2 separate regions of the Pan troglodytes genome follow, and region 1 is linked to region 2. The links are chromatin contacts, called in public Hi-C maps. All regions are on one chromosome and are shown on one strand. The core of a region is the stretch at or near the end of the contact, and the rest is flanking DNA. Distances in the headings are between cores, read along the strand shown.

What was found. A called contact is a pair of places that touch in the nucleus more often than the background predicts.
Region 1: a Hi-C map of stem cell-derived neural progenitor cells shows a contact between it and region 2, with 2.5 times the contacts expected there. The contact joins two enhancer-like sites. A contact is called at or near these places in 1 of 7 Hi-C or Micro-C datasets (stem cell-derived neural progenitor cells) and 1 of 1 datasets of contacts at active chromatin or transcription factors (stem cell-derived excitatory neurons).

What each region holds. Positions count from the first base shown.
Region 1 is chr5:25,799,005-25,805,678 of NHGRI_mPanTro3-v2.0_pri, reverse strand. No RefSeq gene overlaps it. Among named protein-coding and RNA genes, the nearest start is that of ID4, 15 kb to the right of the region's middle. Within about 2 kb of position 3,703, at least 4 of the 24 cell types and tissues checked have an H3K27ac peak or open chromatin away from gene starts, as enhancers often do. A contact at or near this core is called in stem cell-derived neural progenitor cells, where this site is marked.
Region 2 is chr5:25,642,589-25,649,417 of NHGRI_mPanTro3-v2.0_pri, reverse strand. LOC134810172 (a long non-coding RNA gene) reads left to right here. Exons shown (of 16, transcript XR_010157579.1): 9 at 3,824-3,871. Among named protein-coding and RNA genes, the nearest start is that of ID4, 140 kb to the left of the region's middle. Within about 2 kb of position 2,412, at least 14 of the 24 cell types and tissues checked have an H3K27ac peak or open chromatin away from gene starts, as enhancers often do. A contact at or near this core is called in stem cell-derived neural progenitor cells, where this site is marked.

The DNA.
Region 1 (6,674 bases), core at 2,454-4,953, 150 kb before region 2:
CAGTGAGATCACTCCTCCCTCTCGATGACCAGGTAATGGCCATTTGCAATATGAGACTACTATGGCAAAGAGACAGGTCAAAGGGGAATGATGTTTTATGATCAAGCTGAAAAATCTATAGGGAGTCGGGGGAGCTCAAAGATGCCTGTGAGAGACAGATAGACAAAGAGATTGCCATAGAAAAATAGAAATCAACTTTCTGATAAGACATTCTTAGACTCAGTCATACTGAGAGGTGACAGCATGCTGGCAGTCCTCACAGCCCTCGCTCACTCTCGGGACCTCCTCTGCCTGGGCTCCCACTTTGGCGGCACTTGAGGAGCCCTTAAGCCCACCGCTGCACTGTGGGAGCCCCTTTCTGGACTGGTCAAGGCCGGAGCCGGCTCCCTCAGCTGGCAAGGAGGTGTGGAGGGAGAGGCGCGAGCGGGAACCGGGGCTGCGCGCGGGGCTTGCAGGCCAGCTGGAGTTCCGGGTGGGCGTGGGCTTGGCGGGCCCCGCACTCGGAGCAACCGGCCGGCCCTGCCGGCCCCGGGCAATGAGGGGCTTAGCACCCGGGCCAGCGGCTGAGGAGGGTGTACTGGGTCCCCCAGCAGTGCCAGCCCACCGGTGCTGCGCTCGACTTCTCGCCGGGTCTTAGCTGCCTTCCCGCGGGGCAGGGCTCGGGACCTGCAGCCCGCCATGCCTGAGCCTCCCACCCGCTCCGTGGGCTCCTGTGCGGCCCGAGCCTTCCCGATGAGCGCTGCCCCCTGCTCCACGGCACCCAGTCCCATCCACCACCCAAGGGCTGAGGAGTGCAGGTGCACGGCGAGGGACTGGCAGGCAGCTCCACCTGCAGCCCCAGTGCGGGATCCACTGGGTGAAACCAGCTGGGCTCCTGAGTCTGGTGGGGCCGTGGAGAACCTTTACGTCTAGCTCAGGGATTGTAAATACAGCAATCAGCACTCTGTGTCTAGCTCAAGGTTTGTAAACACACCAATCAGCACCCTGTGTCTAGCTCAGGGTTTGTGAATGCACCAATCAACACTGTATCTAGCTACTCCGGTGGGGCCTTGGAGAACCTTTACGTCTAGCTCAGGGATTGTAAATACAACAATCAGCACTCTGTGTCTAGCTCAAGGTTTGTAAACACACCAAGCAGCACCCTGTGTCTAGCTCAGGGTTTGTGAATGCACCAATCAACACTGTATCTAGCTACTCTGGTGGGGCCTTGGAGAACCTTTACGTCTAGCTCAGGGATTGTAAATACAACAATCAGCACTCTGTATCTAGCTCAAGGTTTGTAAACACACCAATCAGCAACCTGTGTGTAGCTCAGGGTTTGTGAATGCACCAATCCACACTCTGTATCTACTCTGTACTACTCTGGTGGGGCCTTGGAGAACCTTTGTGTGGACACTGTATCTAGCTAATCTGGTGGGGACGTGGAGAACCTTTGTGTCTGGCTCAGGGATTGTACACTCACCAGTCAGCGCCCTCAAAACATACCACTCGGCTCTACCAATCAGCAGGATGTGGGTGGGGCCAGATAAGAGAATAAAAGCAGGCTGCCCTAGTCAGCAGTGGAAACCCGCTGGGGTCCTCTTCCACGCTGTGTAAACTTTGTTCTTTTGCTCTTTGCAATAAATCTTGCTACTGCTCACTCTTCGGGTCCACACTGCTTTTATGAGCTGTAACACTCACCGTGAAGGTCTGCAGCTTCACTCCTGAAGCCAGCGAGACCATAAGCCTACTGGGAGGAACGAACAACTCCAGATGCGCCGCCTTAAGAGCTGTAACACCGCGAAGGTCTGCAGCTTCACTCCTGAGCCAACGAGAACACGAACCCACCAAAAGGAAGAAACTGAACACATCCGAATATCAGAAGGAACGAACTCCAGACGCGCCACTTTAACAGCTGTAACACCGTGAGGGTCCGCGGCTTCATTCTTTAAGTCAGTGAGACCAAGAACCCACCAATTCCAGACACAATACTATGATTTTTCTCAGCACTATATTGTTGCTATCTTCTTGTCCTCCAAAAAACCCCGCATGATTTTGAGGAAAAGATGGCAATAGTTTCTTTGTTTTTATTTTTAGGGGGCATGTTCACCTGTTCTTTCTCTTGTTTGGTAGGCACTAGGAAACAGGAGCGTTGATTATCCAGGGACGTCAGGGTAGCACAGGGAGATGTTATGAGGGAGGGGTTGAGGGAGAGGCCATGGTACCAATGGTTACTGGAGAATGATCCCATTGCAGCAGAGAGCAGTTATTGGGGAGGTCTGCACAAAACCTGGGTTAATGAGCCGTGCCTAGCCCAGCAGGTTTAACTTCCTAGAAGGGCAGCCTATGTCCCTGTGACCTGTCACTGCTGTGAGAACCTCAACCTCTACTGTCTGGGAAGGATGGCTATCTTCAGCTGGACAGGCTTGCAAATCGTATTCTGGCATACCTCTTCATTTCAGTATCTTTATCAACAGAACTACATGCAGACACTTTAGGGGAATTAATAGATCAGCCCAGAGGGGGCAGGCGGATAAGAAATGAAGTTACAATAGCGAAGATATGGAAACAACCTAAGCATCTGTCAATGGATGAATAGGTAAAGAAAATGTAGTGTATATATACATACTGGAATATTATTCGACCTTAAAAAAGAAGGAAATCCTCCTATTTGTGACAACATGGATGAACCTGGAGGATGTTAAATGAAATAAACCAGAAACAGAAAACTGTATAACCTCACTTATATATGGAATGTAAAAAGGTAAAACTCATCAAAGCAGGTTTAGAAGGGTAGTTATGGGGAGAGGCTGGGGGAGTAAGGAGATGTTGGTCAACGGGGACAAATTTTCAGTTATGCAAGATGAGTAAGTTCTGGAAATCCAGTGTACAACATGGTGACAATAGTTAATGATATTGTGCTGTATACTTGAAATTTGATAAGAGGGTAGAGCGTAAGTGTTCTCAGCACACACATACACACACAAATGGTAATGATATCAGGTGTTGGATAAGTTAATTAGCTTGATTGCGATGATCATTTTACAATGTATACATATGTGAAAACATCAAGTTGTATACCTTAAATATATGGAATTTTTATTTGTCAATTGTACCTCAATAAGCTGGGAAAAAAGAAAAGAACAAGTAATAGCATGCTTTATACTTCTTTTGCTGCTTCATAAAATTGGTTTTGCTTTTGCTTTGGAAGAACACCAGCAGAGAAAGTAGCACTCAAAAGGGGAGTTAAAGTGCTGTTCCAGTAGGCTCTGGATTAGCCAGAAGGTTGAAGCAGCCCCTAGACAGGGAAAAGAGGCTGTCTTCAGGCAATAGGCCCTATTTAGGAGTGCAGTGTGCCCTAAAATTCAAAAGAGGGCAGCAGATAACTTGCACTGCCTGTAGGACCAGGAAAGCGTGTAACTTGAGGAATGTCAGCAGGAAAATTTACTGGTTTTTCAAAACTCACGTCATGCAAGGGTTAGGTGAACCAGAAATTGTGTTTCATAAATCGTGTGTTTAAGTGTAAAAGCAAATATTTGATGAATGGGATCTAAGGAGCTTTGGTGATGTGGAGGGGCAAGTGCAGGCAGATTGTCCACCATGGCAGCCTCGTGCTCTGTTATTTAGTGATATAAAACCTTGCGGTGGCAAGGTCAGCAAAGTTAAGGCCAGAGTGCATGAGAAATAGCTGTGGAGTGTGAGGTGAAGAGGCTGCGTGTGTGCTTGTACAGTCTCCTCGTTGCTTTCACGGAGTCTCTCCAATGAGCGCGACCCTCCTCACAAAGTGTGCACAGTGCTTCTCTCCTGGGTAAATTTACAGGATGTGGGAGACAGTGAGTCTCTCTGAGATTTTCCAGCACTTCCAGAAGAAAGAAAGTTTGTGTTAGGAAGGACAGGCCCCAGCTCCCTGGGACTTCAGGGAGGCTGGGGGGAGCTGCAGTGGAGAAGAGGAGGAGGTTGCTGAAGGAGAAGCAGCCTGAAGTTCTCAGGTTGAAAATACAAACCTTAGCCCCATCCTGCGGAATTTTGGGATTTCATTCCTAGGATCACCCTATAGACCTCTTTATGATTCAGTTTCCTGGAAAAGATGATATTATGGTATGGATCCTAAACACAGTTTCACAAGGAAGTTCTGTGTCTTTTGGCAGGGGAAGAATAGTGAACAAAATGCAATCTTATTTTTAAAATAAATCTTGAAATGATATTGCAAGCCTTATGAGATCTCTGATAATCTTTTATTTGACCTGGTTTTAAGTAATTCTTTTTATTCTTGATGTTTTTCTTAAAAGCATTTTAGAATCATTCAACCTTCTAAGAAAGCATCAAACCATATAAGCAATCTAATCTAAAAAATGATACCTCTAAAAGTCGAAACTTTTGTTTATTTTGACTACTTTTTGATTACTGGAAAGAATAAAAAAATTTTACTCTATCAACATTGGATTATATAAACTGTAAAGAGCTTCTACTAAGACGTGTGAAAATGCACATTTTCTTTTTTTATATAACTTCAAAATTAACAGATACTATACTGTTTAGATACATACCTGATGCTAGATAAAGAGTTCCTGAGAAACATGCCCTAAACTTTTGGACTGATTTAATATGAAACAATTACTACAGAGCTGAGTTAATCAGCCCCTTTATAGATTTTGGCGAAGATGATTCTCTTCATATGTATAATAATGAAAACCAAACTTGGCAAAAGCTCACAGGTCTACAGTGACTGTGTATTTCTTTGCATTCTCTAAAATATTGAGGGAGGAGATTATTTTTTACTGGTGTTTTACTGTCAGGAAATTAGAATTGCAAGTTGATAAACAAGTTGATAGGGTCTTTAGGGCCTGTGTGATCAATCAGGACTTCTGGGGTTCCTGTAGGTATCCTTGAAGTCTGCTTGTGGGTTGTATAGTCCAGAGTGATCATGAGATCTTTCACCTCAGAATGACTGTAGATGAAAAGATACATTTCTTTTGCCAGAGCAGTTCTCTCTAGAGTTTCAAAAACAATAATTTTGTTCTCTCAGGAACATAGCCCTCTCAGGAATAACTCCAGTCGGTCCTCAAATTACAAATACAGAAAGAATGGCTGTGTTTACAGAATTTTTATAAGAGAAAAATGATCTGTAAAAAAAAGGAAATATATGCATCAGAACAAATAGGAATTTTTAAAAGAAACAACTCCTAAGATAAATACTGAAAAAAAGAAATGCTCTGATAATATAAATGATTCTACTATGTACTGAACTCAATAAAGTCTCCTTGACTGTGAGTTGGAAGCCCTGAAATTTTGCTGGCAGCTCTGCCCCTAAGTTAGGTCATCTTATGAAGGACACATTTTTATTTTATTTTTATTTTTTTGTAGAGACAGTGTCTTGTTCCGTCACCCAGGCTGGAGTGCAGTGGCACGATCATGGCTCACTGCAGCCTTGAGCTCCTGGGCTCAAGTGATCCTCCCACCTTAGCTTTTTGAGTAGCTGAAACTATAGACGCGTGCCACCATGCCCGGTTATTTTTTTTAATTTTCTTTATAGAGACAAGGTTGTGCTATGTTGTTCAGGACAGTCTGGAACTCTTGGGCTCACATGCTCCTCCCACCTAGGCCTCTCAGAGTGCTGGGATTATAGGAGTGAGCCACCATGCCCAGCCTCAAAAGGCATATTTTAAAGCGTCACAGCCTCAGTTTCATTTTCGGTAAAATGAGGGAATTGGATTTTATTTCAAAATTCTATTATTTTCTGATTCGTTGAATTATTGCAAAGAACATAATGAACTCCCAAATACTGGTGTCTCCATCCTGTTGAATTAATCTCAGCTTTAGTTTTTAGGGAAGCATAGCCACTAGAAATTATGTTAAACATAAATTATAAAAGGTACACTTTTCTAAGTCATGAAGAAATACATAAATTTTATGTTGTTTTCAACCTTAGTCTGTCTCTTAAATACCACATGGCATACTGTGTACCACTCTGTTATTATGTCTTTCGTTTTCAGAATTTTCTACCAGGAGACTATTATTAGGGTAGCCCGATGACTTGGCCCTGAATATGGGAGTTCATGTGTAGAGTTCCTCCCTCTGTCCCATCCTCAGCATTTATGTCAGTCCTACAGCACTTAGTTAACTATCAGAAAATGGATCAAAAAGCAAACAAGTATCCCATCTGACCGTGTTAACAGCAAAAGCAACAGATATGAGGCCCCCTTTTAATTTCCTGGAGGCCGTCACCTCGTTTCTTCTGCTGTTTCACTACTGCAGTCCTTTCTTGTTCCTCAGACTCTCGTCCTTCCTCAAATCCTTCTCCTTCCATCAACATTTATGTCATTTATGTCTTCGGTGCGCAGAGAACTTCAGGTTTATTCTGAAGAGAAATAAATGAAACAGAAAATAGCTTCTGCACTGGGAAGGCTTAAAAATCTCTTCTCCCTGAAATGTTTGTGCATTTTTGAAATCTTTGTCCTCCATATGGAGTGAACACACACACCCCCTGCTCCTCTATTCTTCTTAACCCCGTTTTCATACTGGAAGAGGGCAGACACATGCTAATCATTCCTGTCCCTATTCAGCAAGCATGCGACTTGCTGAAAACCTACCTCCTTGAAGCAGCAGGATGAATACGGATAGAAATGTTTAGAGGGGAGGAACTTACAAATACTGAATAGTTCATGTGCCTGACACTGTGTTAGGGGAGACTCTCA
Region 2 (6,829 bases), core at 1,163-3,662:
ATCCATTAGCAGGTTGATTTGCTTCTACCTCTAATACGTGTCCTGACTATGACCATCTCTGAGCATCTCCACTTCTATCACTCTGATAAAAGCTACCAGCATCTCTCACTTGGATAATGGTGACAGCTTCTAAGTTAGTGTTTTTTAACCCTGATTGTACATTAGAATCACCTGGGAATTGAAAACAACACCACGAAAAACAATGCCTAGGTGCTATTCCATGCAATCAGGTGGGACTTGGTTTTGCAAAATCTTTCCAGGTGATTCAAATGTGCAACCAGGGCTGAGGACCCCTGTCATCCTATCCTCTCCTCCACCCTCATTGTCTACCCTCTACAAAGGAGCTGTTTATCTCCAGCAGCTAGAAAAGAATTTGGCAACAAATAAATATGTTTGGATGCTTTCTTCATTTGCTTCATTTAAGTTATAAAAGATCCTTTTAAAGTCTTCAGAGACAAGACAGTGACCACAATGATGATGAAGATGATTTATGGGTTGCTTACTATGTGCTAGGCACTGAGCTTTTTAATCCTGAAAATAGTCCCCTGAGATGGGCACAAAACACCCATTTTACAGATGAAAACACCGAGATTCAGCAAGGCTAAGTAACTGTTTTGGGGCCTCTAAGGTAATTAAGTGTGAGAACCCAGGTCTGCCTGAGGCCAAGTTCTGACTCCTAAGAACCAAACAAACAAAACACGTAGCCCTTAATAAATACTTATGAAGTAAATAGAATGAATAGCAACTGGTGCATTTTAGAGACTTGTCAAACACTGATATTTAGTTTATGGCTAAGAAAAACAAAAAACTGTCCTTTTTTTATCCCAATATTTTCTGCAGGGTCACTCCTGCATCTTTTCTGCTCCTGTGGAGGACTCAAGTGCTGCCCTGCATTCCTCTTTTTGCCAGTTATTTGTGCAACATGCAGTTTTAGCCTGAAGAATTCCATCTCCTAGCAGCTACCAGGGTTACTTGCAGCCTCAATGATCTTCCTTTGAGGAGAGGGAAAAAAATCCCCTAACTTTGTAATACAGTCCAGCGATGCATGAGAAGCCTTTGTGAAATCATGGGGGGAGAAAAGGAAAATAAAAATGCCGTTCTCCTCTGGAATGTCTCCTAGGACTAGTGAAAAATGCTAATTCTGACAGCAGAAAAATCATTTTAAAATCAAAGCACCTTTGAGTTATATTAGAAATGAGATTAAAATGAGAAGTGGTGAAAGAAAATAATTACATTCTTTCAATCTAGCAGCATCTTATCCCCCTCCAGCTCTGTTCTGGTTTATGATGCCTTAGATATTCTCCCAGGAATGATTTCCCCGTGACTCCCGATAGACATGCTTTGTGTGCAGGTTGCATGAAAAGGTAGAGGGATGCATGGGCTCTCTGGATTCCCCCAGAATAGGCTGATGGGAGGTTGGAACCTTTTTTCTCCCTTGTTTAACAAAACCCCATAGCTCACTGTTTTTATTTTTAATTACTCCAAGATTAATGCGCGAAAGTGTGCTGATGCTATTAGCCTTCAGTATACCGGCTGTATCTGAGTACTCCACGAGATCCAGTTAAAAGTGGGCCACAGCACTTATAAAAGATGGATTTTTCCTTAAGGGCGTGCGCGCGCGTACACACACACACACACACACACACCACACACACCACACACACCGGAGCCCTTCACCCTGCAGTCTGGAACGCCCCTTTCCACCGCGAATGGGGCTCGTGGAGCCTGCAAAGGAGTCGGCCTTTGGTATGCGCTCTGGGAAAAGGGAGAGCCCTCGGGACGCGCTGTCACCAGGGACGCCTCGCTCCTGGCGCGCCGCTCCCACGTCCCCCGGCCTCCCCCGCCCTGAGTGTGGAAGTGGTGCTCATTCAGCCTTAGGGGGGCATTTCTGCATTCTTTTCCAACAAGATGACGGCCCTTCGCGGCGCCCCTTCCTCCGGCGCCTCTGCCAAGGAGCTGGGGGCGGGAGCCGCGCGCCCAGCCCGCGGCCCAGATGGCGGAGCAGCCCCGAGCGGGGACATTTTCTCAGGCTTTCAAAAAGAGCACTTTCTTTCCTGCCTAATATTTAGCTCCTTCAAATGCAAATGGAGAGGTTGCGCTCCAAGGTTAGCATAACAATTATGGGAAAGCTTTAAATCTGATGCGTTTGTTTACATGATGAAAGGCGGGCAGGATCCGAAAGCTCCAAGGCCCCGGCTTTTCAGCAACTATTTTCTAACTAGTCAACTGCGAGTCAATTTTAGATCACAAAGAAAACCAATTTATATCACGGTGTAGGCTAATTTTGGAGGGAGTTCCACATTATTATCAATTTTTTTTTTCTTAAATGACCGCTGCTGGAGGAGTGATTTTTCCTTTTCCTTGGCGTCCTGAAGTTTGGTGTAAGCTAATTGGTGTTAGTGATGGCAAGGAGGTCTTCATTACTGAGAACAATGCGAAGCGGGGGATGGGGCGAACGCAGGTAAAGAGTTTTACGGAGAGTTGGTAGGGTTTTAGCATAAAATGCATGAAAGCATCTTAGTTTGCCTGTCAAAGTTTATATTTTTTATTCGGCTTAGCTATTTTGGTATTTCAAAAAGGGTTGTGTGGTTTTAAATACTGCTGATGGGTATCAGACCTAGACTTCAGAGGAATGGCATTATCCCACTATGAAACCATTAATTTCTAGGCATCAACAGTGAGAACTGGGCAAAGCACATGAGATGTCTAAGATCTGCCAGGAAAAGGACCATGAAGGACCTGCCTGTGGTCAAGAAAGACATCTCAGGTCTTTTTTCCCCACTTCCTCTTTCCCTCTCTCCCTCCCTCCCTTCCTCCCTTCCACTTCCGGTCCAGGAGACTTTTTCCAAACTTTCTTCCCGGGGGGCCATCCTCTCACCTGTCATACACAGAAAAGTGAATTCTTGTTATCGGAAAGGGGCCCAATCCAGATCCCAAAGAAGGCTCTTGGATCTCACACAAGAAAGTATTCCAGTCAAGTTTATTAAGAAAGCAAGTTTATTGAAAGCAAATCTGTTAAGAAAGCAAAGGAATAAAGAATGGCAACTCCACAGACAGAGCAGCAGCTTGGGCTGCTCCACGGATAATACTTAAGTTATTTCTTGGTTATATGTTAAACAAGGGGTGTATTCTTCATAAGTCTTCTGGGAAAGGGGTGGACAATTCCCGGAACTGAGGTTTCCTCCCCCTTTTAGACCATATAGGGTAGCTTCCTGATGTTGCCATGGCATCTGTAAACTGTCATGATGCTGTTGGGTGTGTCTTTTAGCATGCTAATGCATTATAATTAGCATATAATGAGCAGTGAGGACAACCAGAGGTCACTTTCTTAGCCATCTTGGCTTTGGTGGGATTTGGTAGCTTCTTTTACCGCATGCTGTTTTATCAGCAAGGTCTTTATGACCTGTATCTTGTGCCGACCTCCCATCTCATCTTGTGAGTAATACCACCTGGGAATACAGCCCAGTGGGATCTCAGTCTTTTTTTACCCAACCCCTATTCAAGATGGAGTTGCTTTGGTTCAAATACCTCTGACACTCTTATTGAAATTCTGTGAGATCTCAGCCTATTAGCGTCCTTATCACTGGGAGACCCAGGAGGGGAATGAAGACCCTTGGGAGCTTCTTGTCTATTGTCTTCATTGGCAATGTATTGGAAAATAGTTTATAAAACACCACTATTTACAATGCTGACTACTCTGAAAGTTTATAAGTGCACAGTATTTAACAATGTTTTCCCATTTGAGAGAGTATTTATGACCAACAGAAATATGCCATTTTCAATGTTAATATTCAGCTATAAAACCGTTTTTTTTTTCTTGCAGTATTTGTACAGTTGAGCCGAAATGCCTGTTCTAACAAAGAGAGCCTGGGTAAGTGTGCATGCTCCATTGCCTGACAGGTATAAAGCAGTCGTTTTCAACTTCAATGTGCAGCAGAATCACTTGAAGAACTTCTAGCCTAAAAGAATCAAAGAACTATATAATTTCGAGAGAACACAAGATGCCAAAATTTTCCTAGTGTAGATGGCTCAATCAGTGTTGATTGAACTATCCACACTAGAAATTAAGTGAAATTGAGGGACTATTCTTAAATGTAAATATTTTTCTAATATAGGTTTTTAGAGATTGCTGACTTGACGTATTTAGGAACTCAAAGCAAATAGAGTCTTCTGGAGTAATAGATAAGCATTAGAAAACACTAGGTCTACCTGGCCGAATGAATGGATTCACAAAGGGGGGTGGTATATAAATGAAATATATTTAACTGATCTTGAACTACATCGAGCTCCACTGCACTGAAGATTCCCCTTGGCTCTCTTAGTAATCATGCCCCTGTTATCAGTTACTCTATGCTTTGGTCTCTTCTGGAGTGTTCCTTTTCTCTGAAACCCTTGACAAGCTCCTCTGATTAATGATTAAGGCAACTCTTCAAACCCAACTCCTCAAATAAGCCTTCAGGACAGAGAGGTTGATATTTTCTTTTTCTTTCTTTTTTTGCTTTTTTGAGACGGAGTCTTGCTCTGTCACCCAGGCTGGAGTGCAGTGGCGCGATCTCAGCTCACTGCAAGCTCCACCTTCCGGGTTCATGCTATTCTGCTGCCTCAGCCTCCCGAGTAGCTGGGACTACAGGTGCCCGCCACCACGCCCAGCTAATTTTTTGTATTTTTTTTAGTAGAGACAGGGTTTCACTGTGTTAGCCAGGATGGTCTTGATCTCCCGACCTCAGGATCTGCCCGCCTCGGCCTTCCAAAGTACTGGGATTACAGGCGTGAGCCACCGCACCCAGCCTGAGAGGTTGATATTTTCATGTGAGACCCTAACCATCCTGAAGTGAAATCTTACAACTCCTTTTCATTCATCTAACCATTTAATATAATAAAACATACTAATCTTCTGCTTCTGCTTAGTGTCTATATGAGTATGCTGATTTTTCCCATTTTGTGTTAAATTGTATATCCTGAAAGGGCTAGATATTTTCATTCCGACTTTTCATAATGCCTAGTATAGAGCCACACAGAAATAGATACATGAAAACAATAATTTTGATGATGATGCTTCATGAAGTAGCTTGGCATTAAGTTACTGTCTGTTTACATGCTACTAAGCTAAATGGATGAAATGTATCTTCTGTATAAAGCCTACTTTACGGCCGGCCCAGTAGCTCATGCCTGTAATCCCAGCACTTTGGGAGGCCCAGGCAGGCGGATCACCTGAGGTCAGGAGTTCAAGACCAGCCTGACCAACATGGAGAAACCCCGTCTATACTAAAAATACAAACAATTAGCCAGGCATTGTGGTGCATGCCTGTAATCCAGGCTACTCAGGAGGCTGAGGCAGGAGAGTCGCTTGAACCTGGGAAGCGGAGGTTGTGGTGAGCCTAGATCGCGCCATTGCACTCCAGCCTGGGCAACAAGAGCAAAACTCTGTCTCAAAAACAAAACCAAAAAAACCCAAAGCAACAACAAAAACAAAACAAAACAAACAAAAAACCTAGCGACTTGGCCATGGACACGTCAGGCTAGTCAAGAGGCAAGTAGTAAAATTGTAGGAGATGTTTCACTCAAGTCATATTTTTATGTGCACTAAGGAAATATACAGCATGAGAAGTCATATGTAAATCATTGTAAAATAAACAAACACCTATAATTTATCTTTCATTTAATGGGCATCATAACATGCTGGAGAATAGTGATCTAGCAGACAAGGGATCCTCACCAATGACTGCCTTTGTGATTTTTGTGTTGAACATGAGAGGCAATGCTGTTGAAATATACAGTGTTCAGTAAGTCATTTGTTTCACCCTTTTCTCATTGACAGCAAGAGGAGTAGACAATCCTTCCAGTTCTTTCTGAATTATATGTATTGCATCTGCTTCGGTTTACTTAAACCACATTGTACATACACATGCAGTAGGGTCAGCATTGGTTTAAACAGGCAACTCTATTATGATAATATTGTCAACACCCATTAAAATTATTATGATCTCCTCTCTATGTGTTACCGTCTCCTTGGATTTGTGGGAAACGCTCTGTTGATTGTTTTTCAGTGTAAAGGAGTCATTTTCTTTGAGCAACTGCTGTTTCTACCTGAACATTTGAGTCATTGAGGAGACATTTAATTTAGGGACGGAGCAGATCTTCTTTACCCTTGCCGTTATCCTGTGTCACAGCTGACTGCTTTAGTGCCAATAAAATGCTAAGGGCTCTGGTTTTACTGGGCAAAGCACTGAGTGTCAAAGTCATTCCCATTAAATATTAACATCATTTACTAAGAATATAATTAGAAATAAAATAAACTAGCATATAAAATTTGTATCTTAATCATCCTCTGCTCTTGTTCAGGTATTGAAAAATTGTTTTCTTGTTCCTAAAGGTAGAGCTAGGAGTGAGGGTTTTAAGGGCATTAAACTACCACTGCAGAGAGACGGTGATAGTATTTTTTTGACAGGTATTTTCAAAGACCTGAGGTTTTTAGAGGTCAAATTACGAGGATGTCAAGAAATGTGTGTGTGAGTATGTGTGTGTATTTTGAGGTGAGGGAGGAAATGGAAGTGGGAAATTAGATGGAAGAAACGGGAAAGTGATAGAATAAATAAGGATCTTGGGTATTTTCTAGTTCTGAAATAAAACCATGGATTGAATTCAATAGGTCAATTTTATGTAAATACAGTGTAGAGGGCAGATATCCAGAAATAACAGATTTTTATTCTCCAGAGGAAAAGGGAGAATTAACAAGAGCAGAAACTTCTGGAACAGGGTATTCCATATCCTTACTGATAAGAACAGTAAGGCTTGAATTTATTTATTTTGTATAACTGTTTTGTTTACC